Linked DNA regions of Rattus norvegicus: region 2 is linked to region 1. Evidence: chromatin contacts called from public Hi-C data. All regions are on one chromosome and are shown on one strand. The core of a region is the stretch at or near the end of the contact, and the rest is flanking DNA. Distances in the headings are between cores, read along the strand shown.

Region 1 (5,417 bases), core at 956-3,455:
TTTGAGAGCATTCTTCCACTCTGGTAGGTAAGGCAATGTAAACACTTGAAAACTGTCTTGGAAGACTTTGCCTTACGTCCGTGGGCTAGTTTGGCTGTCAGGGGTCCAGTCTGCATATTCGTTCCCAAGTTTTAGAAATTCTTTTCAAGGCAATGTCTTAAATATCTAACTTTCCCATTTAACAAAACATTGAGAGTTCCAAGATCACAGCGAATGTCTCTTATGAAGACTGTAAACAGAATGGCAGTGAAGCCATTGAAAGGGACCCCCTAAGCCAGAACAACGTGGGGCTGGAGAGATGGCTTGGTGGTTAGGAGCAGTAACTGCTCTTCCACAGGTCCCGAGTTCAATTCCCAGCAGCCACATGGTGGCTCACAACCATTTGTAATGAGATCTGATGTTCTTCTCTGGTGTGTCTAGGACAGCTACAGGGTAGTCATATACATTAAAAATAAATAAATCTTTTTAAAAATGGATTTGGAGGCCCCCAGATGAATCCTTTTTAATTTTCACTTTATTTCAGTTATATAGTTCACAGCTGTGGTATGACTGGCAAGAGTGGTAGCTCATGGAAAAGCCTGAGTTCAAAGGAATTGAAATTGAGTGTGGAATGTGAAATCGAGGACTCCTGCTTCTAAGAAGACTGGAAATACTTGATTGAAGGAATCGATCCTGCAGTAGCAGCAGAATTAGCAATCCCCAGTGACCTTGTAAAGTATGTACGGGCCAGTGTTTAGCACCTGGTGTTCCTGACAAGAAAAAAGCTGGCTTCTGACCAGCTTCTAGAGACAGACAATCACTTACCATCTCCTTTCCTATCCTTTACTGCAGAAGAGAGTGTGCAAACTGCTAAGTACCTGTGACTCGGTGACTCGGTGACTTGGACATTTTTTGAGAGGTTAGGTGTCCGCAGGAACACAGCACCAAGTTCCTGAGTACTCTTAGCATGAATCTTTTGGTAAATTTGCACAATGGGCCAGTATCCTCTTATTTTCTTTCTTTGCACTGGGGCCCAGGCAGCCAGAGGGGAAAATAGCTGTTCACACAGGGAACTGGCCTAAGTTTAAATCAAGCAAGCCTAGTGGGATGGTAATGACATTTCCAACATCCACGGGTTCTGCCTTCAGGATATGTGAAGCTAGAAAACAATGTCATTCATTCAACATTTATAGAGAGTACACAATGTACAGTGGCACCGTGCAAGTACTGTAGGGCAGGCAAAAAAGTGCAAAACCTAACCCCCTCATGAGGGTTCCTGCCAGGAAGAGCATGTCAACTGTAACACAGACCTTGCACTTTTGGGAAGAATTCTTGGGTGAATAAAGTCTGCTTACTTAAGATAAGCATGGAAAAATATACCAACAGCTCCATGTACCTTTTAGGAATAGGACAGGTAAGTGGGGATTTAACCATATTTTCTAAGGTGTTAGTGCGCTAGGAGATTAAGGTGTTCTCAGCTTACTTTGCATTACTTGTATATCTGGACAGTTGGTAGAATCTTAACGAAGAGAAGGCCAGCACTTCTATGTGAAAGTGGTTAACTTTGAGGGAAAGTGGCTTCCAAGGAAAACAAAAAGGTAACATTTTCATCTAACTTGATCCCAACCACCACTGAGGTACACCCTCTGTGCCCAGGTTCAACCTTAGCGCCAGGTTGAGCAGTGCACCTCAGTATCCTGGAGTCTACTGCAAGTACATAGTTCCCTGCATCCTGGGTCGCCAGCCTGGCGCCTTCAAGGTCGCCATGGTAACCATGGGGTACCAAGACCAGTCCCAGAACGTCCAGCCTAGAAATCCAAACTGGCAGCGGTGGCACGAGCGAGTCACCTCAGCTCCTCCCCCGAGGGGATTGCGCGATCCTCTGCCTTGGGCGCTACTTGTGTAGCATCAGTGGCCGAGCGCTCCGCGGGCCCCAGACCGGCCGGGATCCTGAGCACGAGCGCGCCACGCTGCCTTCTCTTATGGTTTCTCTGCGGGGCCCGCAGCTCCTCCAGGCCAGACAGGCGGCCCATCCTTCCTAGGCTTTACGGATTTCCGGGGGCGACGAATTTTGCCTCGGTCCCTACGAGCATCTCCCGCTTCGCTCCCCCGCCCCTCGCGACTCCCCCCACCCCTGGGCGCGCGCGCGCACACTCACTCACACTCGCAGGCGCGCGTGCGCACGCCCGCGCGCCCCGAGCCGCGGAGTCTCCAGCGCCCCTGAGCAGATCCCACTCTCCCGGGCGCTGCTACTCACACAGGCTTCTAGCCGCCACGGGGCGTCCTCTGTCTGCGGCAGCGGTGGCGGCGCGAGCGGAGGCTGCAGTCTAGCCCGGTCTGGCTGCTCTGCGCCCTGGACAGAGTCCGGCAGAAGCGGGATCGAGAGGAGAAGCCGAGGCGAGGAGGAGCCGCGCCGCGCCCGGCGCTCGCTTGCCTCGAATCCCCGCACCGCGGCCCCAGGTAAGCGGCTCCGCGGCCCGCAGCATCCCCGGGGCGTAGGGACTCGCCGCCTAGGAGGGGTTCCCGGTCCCGCCCCCGAGGCGGCCGGGGAACAAGGGACCTAGGGGAGTGGGCGAGGGGGGAGGGGAGCGGAGCTGGAGGTAAGACTGGAAGGCGGCGGTGTGGGGGAGCCCCCTGCGCCCTTCCCCGACGCTCCCCGGGCTCCCGCACTTTTACGAGCCGGGGGTGCCCGGCGCCCCACACAGATGTTCTCCGTTCTTTTTATCGCTGGCCGGCCAGTGTCTGCTCGGGCTCCGCGCCTACCACGCACCAACCGCCTCCCCTGCACCTTGGACAGCGCATCCCGCCTCTCGCCTTCCAGGGACCGCACCCGGGACCCTGCCCTGCCCGCGCAGCCCTCGGGTTGTTCCCGTCTTTCCACACTGTCCTCCTCCTGTCTTGCATAGCATCTCCCCGCCTTGGCGTTCTCCACTCTGGCGCGGGCCAGAAACTTTCCTCTCTGCCCGATCTGCGCGAGGTACTATTGTTGTTATTTGTGTCTTTCCCTCTCTGCTGGAACTGGACACAAGGACAGGTCTTCCTCTGCGGGCCATTGCCTGCCTTGCCCAGTCCAAGACCGCACTGGGCAGCGGAACTTGGACACCCGACCGGCGCCTCGGCAGCTGGACGCCCGCGGGTTCCCCGCCTTTCTGGACACGTGCACTCCTCCCACGGACCCGGCCCCTCCCGGACCACCCTATGTCCTCCCCCTGCATGGCCACTGCCACCCCATAGGTTGGACACCCGGGATCGCGGGCTCTGATTGGCTGATCATATAACCCCGCCTCCTTGGAGGGGGTGGTTCTGGAGTGTTGTGGTTGTCATCCCGCAGCGAGCACATGGGGGAAGTGGGGTCGACAGGTGGGGAAGCCCAGCTCTGTGGCATAGGCATCCCCATGTATGTAACTGTAGTTCCTTCAGCCTGCACCTTTCGCTTTACTCCCTCTCCTGCAGTCTCCCACTGTTATAACATTAAAATATTTTAAATTTTGTTGAGATTATGTTGTTCAGTGGTAGCGATTTTTAAAAGTAGCTTTAGGAGAATGCCGGAAACGAATGCACAAGAGATTCATGACAAACTGGGCTGCAGATTTGAGTTTGGTTCTTTGGGGGAAGTAATGAAGAGTCATTAAGGGATATGAAGAAGGTGGAGAAAGGAGAAAGGAAATGGATTGATGGCAGAGACGGTTGCTGGTTGCTTATGAACCCAAAGAAGGAAGTGGTGGGTCTTTTGTAGGTTGCGACGTGAAAAAGTCCCTGGGAGCTCTAGTGGGAGGCAGCTGCATTCTGCGGAAGACTGCTCTCTGGAAAAGTAGTAATTTTGTCTACTACTCAGGTCGTGATTAACACACTTTGCTTTTGTTTTGCTAGCGTTGCACTCTTGATAGTAGACTTATAGTAATAATGTCCGCGCACGTAATGGATATTGATTATTCTGCTTTCTTGTAATATGCAGATTTGCTAATGGTAATGAATTTTATCCCTCTAGAGGGAAGCATTAGTTAAAGTGCTTTTGAAATATGGTGAGACAAGACGGATGGGCACTGTGTAAAATCTAGAGACTGTCCTGACATTGTGCAGTGCCATTCCAGAAATCTGTACAAATGACTTTTATTTCTCTTCATTTCAAAGCCTGATTGCCTCTGGCATTTTCGAGCCCTAATTCCTACAGGCTGTTTTGATGTTGTGTCTGAACATCTTAAGAATATTGTAATTCTCATCTTTGTAACCTTGTCAATGCAAAGCAAGCGGCAAGGGATGGAGGGTAATGTTGACAGTTTTATAGTGAGTACACCGTGTGTCATTTCATCTGTAAGCTGGTGAAATATGCAAAAGGAACATGGCAGGGCTGTAATTATCCAGGGACCCAGATCCTAACCAAATGAGAGTCATGCGAGGCTATTCCAGGGAGAGCAATTCAATTATGTTTAAGACGAAAAAAATTTTAAGATTCCTATGTGTAAAGGGTACCACTAGTTGAATGGTCTTTGAACACATTGGTAGCACATGTTAAGTAAAATGGCTCCTTTAATATGTGAGATGATTCAAAGAAGCTGACAAAGCTTCCCAGTTTTTCCATTATATAAATAGGAAGAAGAGCCTTGCTCTCTGGAAGGCTTCACAATCAAGGGACAGGGTTTGACGCATCTGATACATCTGAAGTCATTGCCGTTGCTGAGAAAATGATTCTGACTGTGTTTTTATTTCTCTAGTTCATGCTCTGATTTTCTCACATGGCTTTAGATGCTGGTTGCAGGCCGACGAAATTTATATGTGTGTAGACTGGAAAAGAATGTGTGTGATAGCACAAACATATATGAGTATTGCAAAATAAATATTTATGTTTGCACGCAGTTATAAACTGATACATATAATTTTAGGGTACAGGCAATGCATTTATTCATATATACATTATTGTCGGCCTCAGAAATTTTGCTCATCTCTTCTTGTCCAAAAGGTGGCCCTGTTTTAAACTGTAAAAACATTATCAGCAGTAGAATTGGCCAATAGATCACAGAAACAGACAATAGTATTTTGTTGCCTGGCAACCACCTACTGTGGATGAGAAACAGAGAAGTGACAGCTGCTTGCATATCCCAGTCCTCAACTGTGGCCAGGGGCATCGAAGCCCTCCAGGACACAAATCTGCAAGTTTTACTTCAGATAGGTGAACCCATCTCTTTAAAAAATGCCAGTAATGTAATTTTGAATTCTTTGGCTGTAATAAGAACTCTGTGGTGATGAAATGAAGCAGTTCATTTCTATTACCCCCTTTTAAGCCTGGTGTAAACAGAAAAACCAAAGTGGGAGGGAGGTTTATAACCTGCGCATTCTTCCTTTTAGAATCATTAAACATCGCAAGCACACGTTCACCGCTGTCAGGTGCTCTTAGGATGTTATAAAAGCTTGAGTTAGGTTTGTGATACCTAAGTAGATGG
Region 2 (5,417 bases), core at 1,144-3,643, 180 kb after region 1:
TCCACCTTTCTTCTGCAGACAGGTCATGCACCTCTCTGAGCACTTCCTGGGTGTTTCTCGTGCTCCTCCTGGCATGTTTGCACAAATAACTCCCATGATGATGTCGTTGCCTCTCAGCTTCTTGGGATCTGGGCCCCCTTGACTGTGTTCAGTTGGTTTTCCTCTGCGAGGCACAGAGAAGTCCAGTGCCTGTCTAGCTCTTACTGGTCCCATTACTGTCTCTGTGGAGCTCAGTGTAATAATACAGTGGCTGTCTAGTTCCCATTTCCATCCACCGTTGATTTCTTCTGTTCTCTTTGGGAGACAGAAGCATAGGTCCCTGTGGTGAAGGCCAGCAGAAAGACGTTGGCCCTGTTGTGAAAGCAGTCCGCATGCATCAGCCAGGTACTGGAGGCTAAAAGCCTCTTGGTTTACATCAGATGATGTTGGTGTGTGTTTTCTGGCCTCAGGGTACTGTATTATCACGGTCATTGGAGTTTAAGGCTGGAAGAGTTGGAAGGGGGATATTAAAGGTCAGAAAACAAAGTGGCTTTCTGATGCATGAATCTTCTTTGCAATGTCTCCTGGAAATATGGAATTGTCTGCATTGAGCATCTCTGCGTGCAGATAACTTATTCTCAGAGCCAGTTGTTTCTCTTGCAGATAGAAATTCTTAAGTTCTCCTAAGCCACCACTCCTTGTCTATAACCTGAACCAGACTAGAAATAAAACAATGAAACTAGAATTCCTATTTCCTATTGCCTCTGGCCTGGTGTGCTAACTTAACTTTTGGAACCAATATAAAGAGGAGGAGGAAATGAGAGTAAAAATGACGCCAGATTAGGTACCTGAATCTCTCCTGCATCATTAACTTATGGAAGGTGCCTACTAAGGCACGGCACACATAGCTATTGAACATAAAGCTGAGGCCAGAACATGCCAGATGTCCTCCTGCAGAGAGAGAGGTAACCAGAAAAAGTACCCAGATAAGGGAGAAGGCATAGGTGGGTAGTGACCAGAAAGTAGAAAGGCAAGTTGACTGGATTGTGCCCTTTGGGTGGTCCTTTCAACAGGACGCCTTTCTGAAGAGGTGATCACTGTGGCCACTATTTAGTATTCCATCCATTATCGTGAAGAATTGGGTGGCTGGTGCCAGAGCTGCTCAGTGACAGAGTGTGTAACATGTATCACGTGCAAGGCTAAGATCAATCCCGACACAGTGTTGTCAGGCAGCACGAACGTCTTTCCTCTCTTGCCTTATTTTATTGGATTTGTGTTATGTTGGAACCATCTCTTGATTGAGATAAATTTTGTTGAGATTTTCAGGTCTTAAATGAGGCCAACATATCTTCAACTTGATGGGCCACCCCCGTCAACCTCTTGCTCATCCAAAATTGAGTTTTTACCTCCGTATCTTTCTTACATTAGAAACCTAATGGTTTCAAATGGCTATCTTATGTATTAGTTCTTTCTCTGTTTCTCTCTGTAACGACACACCACACATGTCTGATTATTGTATTGCCTGTAGAATTCATTAATTCTCTGCTTCCCATCCTCCCATTTCTTTAGCTTCATAATTTAACCTGTCATTGTGCCATGGCTTCTGTGACCATGGAGGTGACTTGAAGGATTCCAGTTTTGCTTTGTAAGAACTATTAGGGTATGGACCAGGGAGCAGAAAGTCACCAACTAACAGAGGATGAAGTCAACTAGTGATAAAATAAATGAGCTGTGGGTCTAGAATATTCCCTGCAAGGGTTGCATGGTTAAAACAAAAGCAAACCCTACTTACCTGTTGACAGACAGTCGAAAGTCTTCAAAGCCATCTTGCTGTCATTTTGTCCTTTCAGGATTTTCTGGACACTCATTCTGTTACCTGCCTACTTCCCACGTGGCTCTCCACCTGCTTCCTGAGCAGCTCTGGCCCAGATCCAGTGTGACACAAGGTTCCCTGTGTGTCATGACATACATGAACCCATATCTTTCTGTACTAAGCTCTTTGAGGTTTGGGACAGGGACCCTGCCATCCCCTTCTTTGTTTTATTATTGTTTGTTATTGGGTTAAAAGTCGTGTCACACAGAAGTGGCCGACTGAAAGTGAGTGGTTCGGCGACATTCAGTACTTGACAGCGTTGTACAGTCACTACTCCCAAATATTCTCACAATCCCAGAAGGAAACTCTATCCCTGCTTGGCAGCTGTTTCCTGTTCCCTCCCTCCCCAGTCTCTGGCAAACACTAGTTGTTACATTTATATCCTTGGTGGTTTCCAACATACCTTGCCAGAATAAGTCCTTAACAACTTTCTACTGGAATAAAATAAATGGATTAAAAATTCCAAAGAGAGAGCTGTCTGGATTTCAAGTGCTTAACTCATCCAGACAAGGCTGGACTGACCACAAGCCAGGCCATGTGCTGGGGGCAGGGCACAGGAAGTGAACAGTGTAGCTGCATCGTTGCTGTCATGGATACTGTAGAGTCTGATTCAGAGTTGGATAGTAGAAACATTATGTGCTTTGCTCGTGATATTTAAATTTTCTAGTAGCCAAACCCATTCATTAAATGCTGATGCTGTTAAAGTTTCTGCAAACTAGAAACTGAAATCAACCCAAATGTACTTTCCAATGGAACTGAAGAGCAGAAGGCTGATGTTTGGTCCCAATGCTTATTCAGAGCACCAGCAGGCTGCATTCCTAGTGGAGCAATGCAGGCTAATTCTGCCACATTCCTGGTGAATTTTGCATCGAAGCACATTTCAGTTTGAACAAGGCACATGTATTAGTTACCTTTCTCAGTGCTGTGAGAAGATACCCATCAAAATGACTGGAGGAAGGCTTTGTTTAGGCCTACAGTTTGAGGGTGTCATCTGGCATGCTGGGAAACTTTGATCACCAAGAAACTGAGGCAGCAAGTCACATGCTACCCATAGTCAGAAAGCATAGAATAATGACTACCAATGCTCAGCTCAGAAAAAGTACCCAGATAAGGGATGATGATAAGAGAGCTTTTAGCCATTTACAGTTAAGAGCGAGGGGGAGCTGAGGGCTGACTGACAACCCACTGCTTATGCAGTCCAGGAACCCCCACCCTGGACTAGTACTGCCTATATTTATGAGGTTTCCCACCTCAATTAACCTAGTCTAGAAATTCCTATAGAGACGTGGCCAGAGGCGAATCTGGATCCTGCCAAGTTGGCAACTAGCTGGAACCACCCATTTTGTGGTTTCAGTTGCTACATGTGGTCATGTTCTCCCCTTTGCTCCATATAGTTCTTGGGAGTTGGTGGGGCACTGAAAATGTAATTTCTAGCATGGTATGTGTCCAATAAAAATAAAGAATTCTACAAGACCGTACTCTAGAGAATCCAATATCGTTGTGAGTTGTGGGAAGTCTCTGAGAGTCTGTGACAAGCTGTGATGGTTTGAATATGCTTGGCCCGGGGAATGGCTCTATTAGGACATGTACCCTTGTTGGAGTAGGTGTGACCTTGTTGGAGTTGATGTGTCACTGTGGGCGTGGGCTTTAAGATCCTCATCGTAGCTCCCTAAAAGCCAGCCTTCTTCTTTTTGCCTTCAGAACAAGATGTAGAACTCTCAGCTCTGCCTGTACCATGCCTGCCTGGATGCTGCTATGCTACTGAAACTCTGAGCCTATAAGCCAGCCCCAATTAAATGTTGTCCTTATTAGAGTTGCCTTGGTCACGGTGTCTGTTCAGTAGTAAAACCCTAACTGAGTCAGAAGTAAATTGGGTCTTAAGAGTAGAGGGTGAGGTTACATACACCCTGCCACTGTCTTAGTTTTCTTTTCTTTTTTTTTTAAGATTTATTTATTTTATTTATGAGTACACTGTAGCTGTCTTCAGACACACCAGAAGAAGGCATTGGATCCCATTGCAGATGGTTGCTGAGAATTGAACTCAGGACCTCTGAAAGAGCAGTCAGTGCTCTTAACTACTGAGTCATCTCTCCAGCCCCATGTCTTCATTTTCTGTTCCAGTGACAAACACTTTGACCAGGGCAACTTAGAGAGGGACATGTGTTATTGGGCTCACGGTTTCAGAGAGTTGTAGGCCCGGATGGTGGAGCAAGGTATGGCAGCAGGAACAGCATAGAGCTTACGTCTAGATCTGCAAGTAGGAGGCCAAGAGGCATACTGAGAATGGAATCAGTCTTTTGAAACCTCAAAGCCTGTCTCAAGTGACCCTTCTCCGCTAACAAGGCCAAGTTCCCTGAGTCTTCCCAAACAGTTCCACCAAGTATTCAAACATATGAGAGTCTATGGTACTCACACTTCCTAACACTGTGACCCTTTAACACAGTTCCTCATGTTATGCTGACCCCCAACCATAAAATTATTTTCATTGCTATGTCTGTAACTTTGCTCCTGTTCTGAATCGTAATGTAAATATCTGTATTTTCCAGTGGTCTTAAGGTGACCCCGGTGAAAAGGTTGTTGGACTCCCAAAGGGGTCACAACCTATAGGCTGAAAACCACTGGCTTATGGGGCCATTCTCCTTCAAGCCACCATACTGTATCTCTGCCTTCAGCACCCTGTGATTGAACTGTACCTATCTCAGTAGGATAGAGAAACGTTTGCATTTGGAGTTCTTAGACTTTGCTGTTCATAAATCCCTACTGTTTTTGTTCTGAACCTTTCTGAGGATTGTGTTATGTTGGAGAAAACATTTCCGTTGCTGTAGTTTCTGTCACAATATATCCATTAGCCCAAATAGTTCAGTTGAGGGGAATATGAACTCTAATGATTCCTTAGGGTGTTTGTTGTTGCTGTCATTTATTTTTGTGGCTTTAAAAGTATTATTTAAAATGTAATGCACTTCTGACCGCTATTTTCAGGACCCTTCTCCCACCCAGGCCCTTGCCTCCTGAGCACGGTAAAGTAGATAACCTCCCTCCCACCTTCAACATCAGTGTCACAGTCTGGCTGGTCTCACGGGATGAATTTACAGCAAAGAACTAGAATAAAATTTCCTCTGACCTTCAGGGGCTCTGTTGAGCAAGGAAAGCCACATATGACATTTTCTAAGTGCCTGAGGCACCTGTGTGTCATTCATCTGGTGGCAGTCCTCATCCTGCCGCTCTGGGCCACTGGGACACACGGTTTCTTCTTAATAATGGCTACATAAGAGTACCTTGTAATTCGATGCTCTCAAGAAGAGTGTACAGACAGAAGGGCCACCAAAGGCAGAGCCACCTCTTAGGGACCATTAATAAAACAGATCCCAGATGGTGGGAAGGTGTGCTGGAAGGGTGCTAAGGAAATCCTCGGAGTCACCAAGTGACTGGCTCTCCTGTTCCCACAGCCTGGCAGGGGGCCCACACACAGCCGCCATGTAGTTTCCTCACATCCTCTCCTTGGTTTTCTGAGAACTAGGTACTTCGGGGCAACTTCGTTCTCCGCTCTACCAGGTAAAGCAGCTAC

The links. A called contact is a pair of places that touch in the nucleus more often than the background predicts.
Region 2: a contact with region 1 is called in a Hi-C map of Schwann cells, with 3 times the contacts expected there. The contact joins the enhancer-like site here to the promoter of Enox1 in region 1.

The regions. Positions count from the first base shown.
Region 1 is chr15:58,925,535-58,930,951 of GRCr8, forward strand. Enox1 (ecto-NOX disulfide-thiol exchanger 1) reads left to right here and starts at 2,206. Exons shown (of 19, transcript NM_001399498.1): 1 at 2,206-2,439.
Region 2 is chr15:59,102,963-59,108,379 of GRCr8, forward strand. All of the region lies in intron 3 of Enox1 (ecto-NOX disulfide-thiol exchanger 1), which reads left to right. Among named protein-coding and RNA genes, the nearest start is that of Trnap-ugg7, 33 kb to the right of the region's middle. Within about 2 kb of position 2,394, at least 14 of the 93 cell types and tissues checked have an H3K27ac peak or open chromatin away from gene starts, as enhancers often do. A contact at or near this core is called in Schwann cells, where this site is marked.